Regions from separate parts of the Neogale vison genome. Here region 1 is linked to region 2. The links are chromatin contacts, called in public Hi-C maps. All regions are on one chromosome and are shown on one strand. The core of a region is the stretch at or near the end of the contact, and the rest is flanking DNA. Distances in the headings are between cores, read along the strand shown.

What was found. A called contact is a pair of places that touch in the nucleus more often than the background predicts.
Region 1: a Hi-C map of fibroblasts shows a contact between it and region 2, with 5 times the contacts expected there. The contact joins the promoter of SMAD6 here to the enhancer-like site in region 2. A contact is called at or near these places in 2 of 3 Hi-C or Micro-C datasets (fibroblasts and muscle).

Annotation. Positions count from the first base shown.
Region 1 is chr13:100,138,291-100,144,356 of ASM_NN_V1, reverse strand. It overlaps SMAD6 (mothers against decapentaplegic homolog 6), which reads left to right and starts at 2,908. Exons shown (of 4, transcript XM_044230083.1): 1 at 2,908-4,816. The coding sequence starts at 4,006.
Region 2 is chr13:100,012,508-100,019,347 of ASM_NN_V1, reverse strand. No RefSeq gene overlaps it. Among named protein-coding and RNA genes, the nearest start is that of SMAD6, 130 kb to the left of the region's middle. Within about 2 kb of position 1,392, the one cell type or tissue checked has open chromatin away from gene starts, as enhancers often do. A contact at or near this core is called in fibroblasts, where this site is marked.

The DNA of each region.
Region 1 (6,066 bases), core at 1,659-4,158, 120 kb before region 2:
CCGGAAAACACTGGAATAATGGGCAGGGGTCAGATTGGACTCTGACAGGTTAGGATTCGTTCTTTGTGAGGTGCTTTCTGAGAAATATGGCTGCAGAGACCTGAGGAGTGGCAGCTGGGACCCCCCTCTCCTCCCCTCCTACATCCCCAGGGAACTAGAGCTTGTGTTCCAGACGCCCGTCTAGGACCGTGCCCTTAGGCCCTAGATCATAGGCCCTGCCCTACTGGGCTCTCACACACCCTCTAGTGGTTATAGTGCAGGCGGCCGCTAGGCGGGATGGGCCCTGGGATTCCAAGGACGGTGGAACTGTCACTGCCCTTGCCTTCCTGATACTCTCTCCACTAACAAGCATCTTCCTGTCATTACTCTGGGTCCTCATGTCATTTAATTTTGGCAACAGCCTCAAACATGATTCTTATTTCCATTTTTATAGATGAGGATCCAGAGGCTCATAAAGCTGAGGGAGGTTTAGCAAGGTCAGGACTAAACTCGGGCCTCCCAGACTCTGGTTTCAGTGCTCCTCACATGGCACCCAACAGGTGCCTAATGGCACCCCACCCCTAATGTCACAGCTCTGCCTGAGCAAGAGCAGAAGCCAAACTTTGAGTTATTGCCCAGAGAAGAAGGTAGCCATCCATAGGGTGGTAACCCATCTCCAGTCTGCTACCCCATGACCATTGCTTCCCACATACCTGCAACCCGCCCCCCAACTGGTTGGTTTCAAATCCCCCCTCTGCAACTATCTAAAAGCTTGTGCCAGTTAAAACCTCTGTGCGTTAGTGTCCTTATCTGTAAAGTAATGGTAACAACTATATCTACCCGCGAAGTGTAAAGTGGCCTGTGTCACCCCATCATACTTTGATTCAGCAGGTCCAGTGGACCACATTTGGAAAGTCACTGCCTTGGAAGGGTGTGTTCTGGTAACACAGACCCACATACCACTTTCTAGCGGTTGAGGGTGAGCATACATACTGGTTTAGGCACTCTCAACACTATCTTCACGTCAGTGGCAAATTGAATGGCAAGTTCCTGCACCTCAATTTCCTCATCTGTAAAATGGAAATAGTAATAAAACCTAGGAGGATTGTTGCGGGAATTCAATGACTGAATCCTTAGCATGCCTGAAACCGTTGCCTTGCTGGTAGTAAGGAGTCATTAAGCACGAACTATTGTTACTGCAATCCACAGCCAAACCAGCAACTACCCCAATAAAAGGAAATATTTTACATTGCACTGAGTTTCTTTTTGTACCCCCCCCCCCACCTCCCACCAGGGGTGAGAAATGACTGAAAGGGACCACGAGAGGAGCTTTTAGGTGCTGGTTACGCAAGTGCTGTATTCACTTGGGAAATTTCATCTTGCTGTTCACTTGGCTTTGTGCGCTTAAAATGCAGTATCTCCTAGGATCTTCACGGTCCTGCGAAGATCGTCATCTCCATTTTTCAAACAAGAAGCTGACAGCGATTTTGATTTGGTCAAAGCAGCAGAGGATGGGGATGAGGATGCTCCTTTCGAGAGAACCACCAACTCTCCCGGAGAGCACGGCGCCAGCAGTACCTGGCTCTAGGTAAAAGCAAATGGTTCTGAGTCCTTCCTGAATGTACTGCCCTTCCCCCAGCGCTCACGCAGACTCGCAACCCTGAAGGGTACTTGCAGAGCCGCACACTCAAAGGGCCAGCCCCACACGTGGGCACCCCTGGGGGAGACCTGCGCGCGGGGACCCCGCGGGGGAATGGCGCCCAGCCCCGGGCCAATGAGAGTAGCGGAATTTCTTTCATTCAGTGCGGGGCCGGGCTCCCGCCCGGAAAGGGGCGGGGCGAAGTGCCGGGGGCCGGGCCGCCGCGCGCCGGGGAGGGGGCGGTGCCCGCCCCAAGGCCGGACCAATCGGCGCTGCGCCCGGGGGGGGAGGGGGGAACCAGGCCTTTTTTCCCTCCGCGCGGGACCAATCCCGACTTTACAAGCTTGAACTTTTGCCACCCTCGAACGAGCTAGCGCGCCCGAGGAGGTACCCCGCCGCGCCGGCTCCAGGGGCAGGAGCGGCCTTAACCCTTCCCGCGCCGGGAGGTTCGCTGCTACCGCCGCGGCCCCCCACCCCCACCCCAGCCAGCCCGGGGCCCGGCGGGGCGGGACCCTGCCCCCAACCCACTCCATTTCCTTGGGGAAAGCACGACCCCTACCCACATTCCTCTCGGTGGTGTACGGAGTCAGTTGGGGAAAGGGGAGGAGGAAGCACCCGGCCTCGAGGGGGCCCGGGACGCCTGGCGGTCCGCCTAGCTCCGAGGGAGGGCCGTGGCGACCGTGAAGAGCCGGAGAAGGGACACTCCCCGCCTCTACCCCATTCCCTGCAACTCCCTACCTCGCGCAAGCCTGGAGCCCCCATGTGCCAAGCGTCCCACGCCCCCCGTTTGGCCCAGCAGAGCGACCCCTGACAGCGCAGGGGATGTGGAGACCTTGAGCCATCGCGGAAGATCCCGCTACCCCAACAAATCAGCCGCTCCCCTGCTCCCAAGGGACTGGAGCCGGGAAGGCACACACGCACACCCATATTTATTAGCCTTCCCTGGGATGGGGGTTTGGACCAACTCGAAAATGCAATGTGTGTTTGCAAGTTTGTGCACAAGCCAGGGAGAGGCAAAGCGCTCCATTTGCATATAAGTCTCAGTGGGTCCACCGAGTCCTCGCGCGCTCACCCCTGGTTTGTGTAACTCGCGTGTGTGTGTGTGTGTGTGCGCGCGCGCGCGGGCGTGTGCGTGTGCTCGCTCGCATCCGTGCCCGCGGCGCAACGCGGGCCAGAAAGCGGTCCGTGGGCGCTGTCAGGCTCCGGGCGGGGGTGCCGGGGCGAGCGTGGGGCGGGAGCCCGGGCTCGGCCCGCCCCGGGAGCCGGCCCCTCGGAGCCTCGGGCCCTGCAATGGGACGTGTTCTCCTTTAAGAGTTAAGAAACTTGAAACCTTGTTTGCGCAACAATCAGCGCCGCGGAGCCGCCAAAGTGTCTAGACTGGCATATGATGGGAGGCAGCCAATGACTCCGCGGCGCTCCTCCGGGGGCCCTCAGTGTGCGTTTGAGGAGAACAAAAAAGAGAGAGAGCCGAGCAGGGGAGCGAGCGAGGGAGCCGAGCCGAGAGAAAGAGCCGCCGGGCGCTGCCTCGCCAGACCTCGCAGGGACCGCGAGGCCACCGGGAGGCACTTTTTGTGGAGGGGGGAGGGGGACGACCTCTGCAGCCGCGGCGCCCCAGGCGTCCGAGCGCAGCGTGGGGCGGGCTGCGACCTCTGCCTCGGTGGATTGCATTTTTAATTAAGGATTCCCAACAGCTCTTGGGATTTTTACAGTTTCCACTCAAGTGCTGACACCCGCGTTCTGGAGAAACTTGCTCCAAGTGCATCTAGCGCCTGGGACCTGAGACGGAGTTGGCTTCTCGTGCATGCAATTCCAGGATTTTGGTTTTGTTTGGGGTTCTTTTTCTTTCTTTCCTTTTTTTACCTTTTTGCAGGGAGTAAGAAGGAAGCTGAGGGTATCAACAAGCCTGCCTTTCGGATCCTGCAGGAAAAGCCCATGTAGTTAAGCGCTTGGGTTTTAAAGGCAGGGCTGCCCCCGACACTTCTGGGGGGTTTGGCGCGAGCGCTTTGTGCTCATGGACCAAACGCGCAACTTTTGAAGGCTCGCCGGCCCATGCGGGGTCTTTCTGGCGCGGCGCCGCCTGCAGTCCCCCTCCAGCGCCGGGGCTGGAGTTGCTGAGTAGCCGGGCCGCCGGGGTCCATGTAGCCGCTGGCCCCGCGCGGACTGCGGCTCGGCGCGCGCCTGCTCCCCGCCGTCCCGGCCCGGCGAGCTCCCTCATGTTGCAGCCCCGCGGCGCCCCTTCGACGACAGGCTGTGCGCAATCTGCACGGCGCCCGGTGGCGGAGCTTCATGTGGGGCTGCGGCCCGCGCAGTCGGCGCCTCGCTGAGGGAACGGACCCCCGGTAACCGGAGACCGCCTCCCTCCCACCCCCGGCGCCAAAGGATATCGTATGTTCAGGTCCAAACGCTCGGGGCTGGTGCGGCGACTTTGGCGAAGTCGTGTGGTCCCCGACCGGGAGGAAGGCGGCGGCGGCGGCGGCGACGACGAGGATGGGAGCTGGGGCAGCCGAGCTGAGCCGGCCCCGCGGGCACGAGAAGGCGGAGGCTGCGGCCGCTCCGAAGTCCGCCCGGTAGCCCCGCGGCGGCCACGGGACGCGGTGGGACAGCGAGGCGCCCAGGGCGCGGGGAGGCGCCGGCGCGCAGGGGGCCCCCCGAGGCCCATGTCGGAGCCGGGGGCCGGCGCTGGGGACTCCCCGCTGGACGTGGCGGAGCCGGGAGGCCCGGGCTGGCTGCCCGAAAGTGACTGCGAGACGGTGACTTGCTGTCTCTTCTCGGAGCGGGACGCCGCGGGCGCGCCGCGGGACGCCGGCGACCCCCTGGCCGGGGCGGCCCTGGAGGCGGCGGGCGGCGGGCGGAGTCGCGAAGCCCGCTCGCGGCTGCTGCTCCTCGAGCAGGAACTCAAGACCGTCACGTACTCGCTGCTGAAGCGGCTCAAGGAGCGCTCGCTGGACACGCTGCTGGAGGCGGTGGAGTCCCGCGGCGGCGTGCCGGGCGGCTGCGTGCTGGTGCCGCGCGCCGACCTCCGCCTGGGCGGCCAGCCCGCGCCGCCGCAGCTGCTGCTCGGCCGCCTCTTCCGCTGGCCCGACCTGCAGCACGCCGTGGAGCTGAAGCCCCTGTGCGGCTGCCACAGCTTCGCCGCCGCTGCCGACGGTCCCACCGTGTGCTGCAACCCCTACCACTTCAGCCGGCTCTGCGGGCCAGGTGAGCGCGCTCGCGCCGGTGGGGGCTGGGGGGTTCCCCTTCCCGGGGCCTTTTCGGGCCGGAACACCGCGGGCCGGCGGGCGGGTGGAGCTGCGGCTGCACCCGCGGGTGCCCCTGGAGCGTGGGAGCCCCGGGTGGAGGCGTCGTGCCGGGCAGGACAGCACGGGAAGTGGCACACGTGTCAAATGGCACCTTTTTAAGACTTGGGCAAACTCGAAAGGGTGGCATTGGAGTTTCTCTGCAGCTTCAGGGACCTAATGTAGGCTGCAGCTTCATAGACGGTGAAAGAGAAGGGCAGGCCTAGGAGAAACCAAACGCAAGTGTCGTCCAGTCCCCCCCCTCCTCATTTTACCCTCAGTCCGTGCCCAGGCCTGTAGCGTTTGTGTGCATATGCTTATCCCTATGCTGTACTTCCCTGTATCCAGGTAGACACAAGTTGTGAAATTGGGCGTAGACAATTCATGTCTAGAGTCAGAAGTGTTCATAAATTGTCACATTGGTTCCTTTGTGCAATTTGGAGCAAAGCTGTCTCCAGGTGGAGATCACCTTCTTGCCCTGGTTGCTGGCAGCATCCCTTGGGTGTCAAATATCAGCCCCCCCCCCCCCCGCCCGTGGTGGTCATCATTGTCATTTCTGTGTACAGTTTTTCTAGAGTTGAGGGTTCTGGAGGCGACTGCAGGTGGAGGAAGCAAGGAAGCCAGATAATTTATTTACCTCTGAGACCTGCCTCCCTTCTTTGTTCTCTTCCTGGGATTTCCCCCACACACACCCCACTCCCAGCCCTGCTTACTGAGCAGGCCCTGGATTCTGGAGCAGAAGTGAGGACTGCCGGATGGCCCCCGCCCCACTCTGACCTCTGCAGTGCATGGCTCACACATTTAGCCCATAGCATCTTAGGGGTGTGGGCATTTGGTGGCACTGGGGATTCTGTGGGGGTGAGACTTCTAGAAGATTGAAGGCTGTTGGGCCTGGGTAGGCTCTGAGCTCCTCCAGCCTATGTCCCCTCCGGAGAGTCAGCCCAGCCTGGGGGCACATAGTGGGTCAGATCACAGATCTCCAGACTCCCAATGTGGAAGGGGACGGTGGGCCCAGGATTTGTCCCAGATGTTTTGTTCACATGTGGGGGTGGTGGCTGGGGGGAAAGGCAGGTGTAGCTGTCTTGGTGGTTCCTGAAGAGAGAGCACTGATTGGGGGGGTGGGGGGAGGTTGGGGAGAAGCTCCATGGATCTGGCTGCCCTGATCCCTGCATG
Region 2 (6,840 bases), core at 143-2,642:
CCCAGAACATACTCTAGCAAGTTTCAGTTCTGGTTCTGCCCTCCACTGGCAGGCGGCCTGGGGCAAATGACCTCCCTGGCTATTTCCTCTTCTATAAAATAAGACTAAGAAACAGTTTCACCAGATTGTCATCAAGCTTAGTGAGATACTGTGTGTAAAACACTTCGTTAGCCCTATGCTGGCACATAATGGGAGCAAATCAATGGTGGTTATTATCGGCTATTAATGTTCAGAAATCTGATCCTGTCCCCGCCCACCCTGCTTTACACCATTGTTCCCCATTTCCCTTAAGATAAAGTCTAAATTCCCCACCATGACTCATAAGAACCCTCTATGCCCACCTCCCCAGTCTCATCACTCATACTTGAGACAACACAGCGGGATAGGGTTGCTCTGGCTCCCATCTTCCCCAGGGAGCTGTCCTAAGGTCAGAGTGAAAGGTAAGCAATGTGCTAAACCCAAATGACTGTTGAAAATCTTTTAACCTGCCCAAAGGTACAGTACCTAGACCTAGCACCTCTCAGGAAGTCCAAAATAATTTTCCTCCAGTGTAAAAACACGTGGCGCTATCTTCAGTGGGGCACCAAAGTAGCTGCTTTGTGTCCAGGGGCCTCACTGGGCCAAAAATGTGTGTCTTTAATCCGTGAAATCACATTCAGAGTGAAATGTTCATGTGATGCTTCTCTACTGTACATTCAGTCCCATAACATGCACCATCCTACCTCTGAGCCTTTGCATATGCTGTTCCTTCCACCTCCAATACCTTTCCTGCCTCCCCCTCCACTTGTCCTGGCCAATCCTTACTCTTCTAACAGGGCTCTGTGCAGGTGACACTTCCTGGAGGAGATGGTCCCTAAACTGCCCCCAGCGCCCCCCACCCCCAACATATCTGGCAGGCACATTCCCCTAAAACTCATTTGTGCTATCCAGCAGGCCTCCCACTGTCTATCACTGTAGGCCGTTGGTTGGACTTTTCACCAAGTCCTTCCTTCTCTTATTCAGCGCTCAGACCCCAGCGCCTGGAACAGAATTAGGTGCCCAGAGGTGCCCAGTTAATGCCTCCCAAGAGCCGACCCACTAGTGAACACTGGCAAAGGTCAGGAATGCCTTTACTTCCATCATCTGGCATCCTGGGGAGGGCAGGAAGGGGACAGGGGCCACTGTGGGGGCCTCTCTTTCCCCATCATCCTCCCAGACCCTTTCCCTGCCCAACAGGGCGCCACTGGCCTGTCCCACACCCTCTCTGCCGCCTGCCCAGTGACCTAATTATTGTTTTTTCTTCCAGCCCCGCGGAGGGGAAAACAGAAATTCCTGGTGGATGACACAGGCCCGGCGGCCGCCTGAGAGCCGAGCACGGGACCGGCTGGGCCGGCTTCGCCCGCCCTGAACCCGCCGCCCGCCCCGCCATTAGGGCCGCGGGAACCCGTCATCAGGCTAAGTACAGAGCGGGCGGCGGGGCGGGCGGCCGGGAAATTGCCGGTTCCAGCTGACCCGCGGGGCCTGCGGGCGCCCCGAGTCTGGGGGCTCGGGGCGGGCGGGCCGGGGGCTGGGGGAACTTCGGGGGTCCGGGGGGTGCCCACGAGCGACCGGTGGCCGGTTCTCCCATCCTGCTAAGGGGCGGGTGGGGATGGGGGTAGGAGTAGAGGGTGCGGGGGTGGGGGGCGGTGCCAGGCCGGGGCGGGGGCAGGGGCGGGGCGGGAGGAATTCGGAGCCGCTCGGCCCAGGGTGTGGCTTGTGAGGCTCGAGGCCAGAGCCTGGTGGCCGCGCAGCGACAGCCCCCTGTTAGGGCTCTGGGGGCCTTTGGCGTCTCTTTTCTGGGCCCTGCCCCCCCCCCGCCCTTAGAAAGAGCACTGGGCCTGGAGCCAGACCGCCAAGGGGTTAATCCCGACGGACTGCTTCATTGGCCACTCACTCTCCATGGGTCTTTGATGTTGGAGGGAGCCCCAGTTTCTCCATCCGTGAAATGGGTTAACAAAAGCTATGGAAGAAATGAGAGGTGCATGGGTCTGCCCTCTCCTCCTTGCCCAGCAGATAATAGATGCTCCATTTTCTTCCACTTATTGGGGGAAAAGTCACTCAGTCATGCATGCCTCCCATCAGCAAATATTGATGGCACAACTACTGTGTGCCAGGCACTGTGTTAGGCCTTGGGGTGATGGTGATAAATAAGACAGTAAAATCTTACATTCTCAGGGGAGACAAACAATAAATAAATAGACACCAGACAAGAGTGCTTCAGAAGGTGATTGGTGTTATGGTCTAAAGGGAAAGGTATTGTGGGGGATGGGTTCTATTTTAGAATCAGTGGTCCTAGAAGAAAGGTGTGCATGGAGAAATGCCCTTTGACCTGAGACCTGAGTGAGGTGTGGCAGTGAGCAAGGCCATTTTCTAGGCGTAGCCTTTTTGTTTCAAGCAAACAGGTGCAGAGGCCTGGCTCCCCCTCCTCATCCCTTGTCCGTGGAAATAGATTTTCAGGCTCCTGGGCTCCTGGACACAAGATTGCTCCTTTCCTCCACCAGTCCACAGAAAGGAAGCCTGAAGACCCTCTCTCCAGTTAGACAGACCTGGGTTTCAAAGATTTTTTAAAAAATTTATTTATTTGACAGAGATCACAAGTAGGCAGAGAGGCAGGCAGAGAGAGAGGGGGAAAGCAGGCTGCCCACCGAGCAGAGAGCCCTATGCAGGGCTTGATCCCAGGACCCGAGATCATGACTCAAGCCAAAGGCAGAGGCCCAACCCACTGAGCCACCCAGGTGCCTCCAGACATGGGTTTTAATTCTGACCCTGTTACCCACTGGCTGTGTGATCTTGCATGAGTCACCTGATCTTTCTGAGTGGTCATTGTTGCAATAATGGCATGTTCCTTACAGAGCTGTGTGAGGCTTCAGTGAAGTGACACTTGACGTTTGTAAGCCCAGGATGCGTGGCCAAGTGAGTGGTCTGTGGGATCCCTGGGAAGACCTCAGTTTCTTCATCTGAAAATTGGATTCTCTATGTGACTTGAAGTGAAAAGTGGACTTACCTTGGCCTCGTCTTGTGTAATGGGGAGACAAGTGATAGAGCAGTGAGCAGCTTGGACAAACTCTGGGAGATGGTTCCTAGGAAGCGGTCTGATGTGGGTAACCTTCTGGAACTCAGAGCCCTGTTTCGATAAAGAGAAGCAATAGAACACAGCTCCTCACCCGCCTGCCTGGACTGTCCATGCCTCAGCCAGGCACTCAGTGAGGTCCAGAGAAGAAATATCCAGCAAGTGCAGGTCAGGGCAAAGCTGTAATCTTGGCCAAGTTCATAGGTCATATTTTCCTCTTCTTCCCTCAGTTCCATCTCTCTGCCTCCCTCCATGAACTTGCTCTTCCTGGGGAAAAGGACAGGAGCTCAGTCCCTTCGCTCACACCTGAGGGGGGATTTCAGTCCCCAGAGATAGTTCTGCCACACTCCCTCATTTGACACATGGGGGCATCAGAAGCCCAGAGAGGGCAGGACTTTGCCAAAGACACACAGCAGTCCCAGTACATGAGAATTCATGGCAGCAGACCTCTGACCCAGGGCTGTTACTTCATTTACTTTATGGCCAACTTCCACCGATTTTGTAGTAGGAAGCAACCGAGGCCCAGAGCCATAATGTGAATTGGCAAAGGCTTCCCAGGCCAGCAGGTAGCAGTGGGGAATGAAGAATGTGTTCTAAGCAAGGGTAGGTAGGGATGGGGGAGTTGGGACCTTTCTGGATCCCACGTATTCCTCCCAGCCCCACCTGCTTTAAAGATCTCTGAGCCCCCAAGGAAAAAGGCATTTGGGGAAATCCATGGCCATTATCTCCTCCTCCTCACTCAAGAATAGAAAAATTCCCCTTATGCTGACAGGGCAGCCTGGAAGGTGCCGGGATGCACGTTGTGGCCCCTGTTTGTCTGGGTCCCATGAGAACCTGCTTTGATGGCTGAGCTGTGGCCGGGCCTGGAGGCCACCATGGTCAGACTTGTACTGCCTCACCCCACTCAAGGGCTCTAGACCAATGCCCTGTTGGGAACTTTATCTCAGAGCTTGAACATCAGCCTCTGGGACTGCAAACACAATATCCTCTCGGCCTGCGATTTTTCCAGTAGCTTCTCCAAGGGGTTGCTGTTCATTCATTCAGTCAGTCATTCACTCATTCATTTGCCCATTCGTTCATTTATTCATTCAACAAGTATTCCCACAGAGCCTCTCAGGCGCCAGGCCTGCTCTGCATGTTGAAGGTGGAGCAGAAAGCAAGGTGGTGAGGCCTGGCTCTCTGGAGCTCATATTCTGTGATGGAGGTTAGGCAAAAAAAAACAAAAACAAAAACAAACCACGAATATACACAGGATATTAGGTCAGACAGAGCGAAGACAGAGTTTGAAAAGTAAGGGGACAGCATGTGATGGCGGTGCTCTCTTCCAGTGGGTGATGGGCAGAGACCACAACCAAGTGGGGTGGGGGCCGTGCCCTGTGGATGTCTGGAGCAAGAGGTGTTCTGACAGTGGGAGCTGAGGTAGAAAGGCCGAGAAGCAGGACATGCTTGGCATTGTCAGGGAAGATAAGGAGGACAATGTGGCTGGAGGGATGGGGAGGGAGGAGGAGGAAATGAGACTGGAGAGCCCAGGGGATGGACTGTGCATGCCTTTGTGGCTCCAGAGTCTCCCCCCCCCACCCCGCCCCTTCTTCTGGGTCTCCTTGGAGTGGCACTGTGTCTTCCCGGGGCAGCCTGGACATCCCGTGGAGCCCATCGCAGAGCAGGCCATCAGAGTCACCCCTTTCCTTCCCTTTTTATTTGGCTACCTCCACCCTCACACCTGCTTTACCTGTTCTAGAAAGTCGGATTAAAAAGATCAGCAAGAAAGCTGACCTCTCCTGAAAAGAATTTGGAGTCAGGAAAATCTCTCTGGATTCCAGACCAGACCTCACTACTTAGTAATTCCGTGAGCTTGGATAAGCTGCTTCAACTCTCTGAACCTCTATCTCTGTATCTGTAAAATGGGACCGCACGTACTGACTATCTAAATAGCTGTGAGGGGAAGTGGTCGCCCACTCTCTGACCCAGCAGCCGCACTCCTAGGTCCATAACCGAGGGAAACAAATGCTCATGGGTCCAAAAGGCACTAAGGGTTCCTAGGGGTTGGTCACAGTAGTCCTAAAGGGGATCAATGCCAATGTCCCTCAGCAGAAGAGTGGCTGGACAAGGTATGGTATTGTTGTGGGATGGGATGAGTGAAAGAAGCCAGGCATAAAGGACAGGTACACGGTGTTCCATTCATAAGTTCAACCATGCAGAGCTAATGTGTGGTGTGTGTGTGTCGGGGGCAGTCCCCCAGAGGGGCTGCTGATTGCGAGGGGGCCTGAAGGAAACTTCCGGCATGTTGAAAATGTCTTCTGTCATGATCTGGTTGGTGTCACGCAGGCTTACATGTATGTAAAAGTTCATTGAACTTGAGTTCCATGAACAATTGAAGGTCAGTGTGTGTGGTGATCTATGTTCTATTTCGGTATCGCCCAGAGAGCTGGCGAAGGGTGAACGAGAGCAAGAATGTAGACATGTCTGTCTCAGGACAGCCCTGGGGAACATTCCCTGCTTCCCAGTGTTCTCTGAGAGACAAGGAACGCCATCTGTCCCCCAGGCCCCTGCCTTGTCTGTCCTGTCGTGGACCAGGCTTCCATGGGGGAGGAGGGGGGTCCAATGATGCTGTGGGGGGAACAAGTGAGAGATGGAATGCAATTCCTTTTCTTTTCACGTTTTGCCTTTTTTTTTTTTTTCCTGGTACTCAGCTTCATGATGATAGCTTTTATAATCTTTGTAGTCTTCATCATTATTTAATGTGGCAACTAGCTGTAGGTCTGCTTTCCAGGCTGGCAGCCTATGAGATAGTGTTGAGAACAAGCCCCTCCCTCTGAGATGGGCGAGAGTGCCTGGCGAAGGGCCCCAGGACCTTGGGGATGGATATGGAGTGGCAATGGAGTGGCAAGCCCCAGCCCCCAGTAGCTCTCATTCACCCACATCCAAAAGCCCCCAGGACCAACTGGCTGGGGACAACTCTACAACTTGCTCCCTGCTCCCAAGTTACAGTGCCAAGTCCAGAGAGGGCTGTGACTTCCCCAAGGTCACACAGGAAGTCTGCCGCGAAGCCAGGCAAGCAGAGGGAAGGATGGGATGCTGAAGGCCTGGGCTGCCTGGGCCACCAGCCGAGCTCCCCCCTCACGTTCACGAGGCAGGGCCCCTCCTGAACAAAAGCCAGGATGTCTGTGTTGCCTCCTGCTCTGAAGAGGAAGGAAGCATATCTATAGCATTAATGGGGGAGTACTTTTATTATCAACTTGGCATGGAGAGTGGGCTTCTCTGCCAGGTGCTGTGAACCCCATCACCTCGGCCCCACCCAGCTCGGAGCCACAATCCAGGACCCGCCTGCCTTGCCTTTGTGCCATTCCTCCTTCAGCTTTGCGCAGATACACCACAGCCTGTCCCTGTTCTCAGCCTGCGTCATCTTGGTTCGAGGCCTTCTGGGGGGTCCTGCGTGTGAGGTGGGGAGGCCTGAGGGAGAGGTGACTGTGTCCCAGCCCAGGACCGGCACTGGAACTGATCTGGTCTCCCTTCTCACCTGCCTTTAGGTGTCAGTGTCAATGACACCGCCTCAGAAAGACCTCCCGTGGCCAGCCAGATGTCCCCCACTCTCTCAGAGCCTGTGCTGTCTCTTCACGCCCTTACTACTCACTTGCGGTTCTCTCTGCGTTGGCCTCATTGGCTACAGTCAGCCTTTGGCCACAGAGGGTGGGCTCCTTGAGGGCAGGAGGTCCGTCTGTGGTGCACCTCTGGGCTCTGGCGCCAGGTGCCCC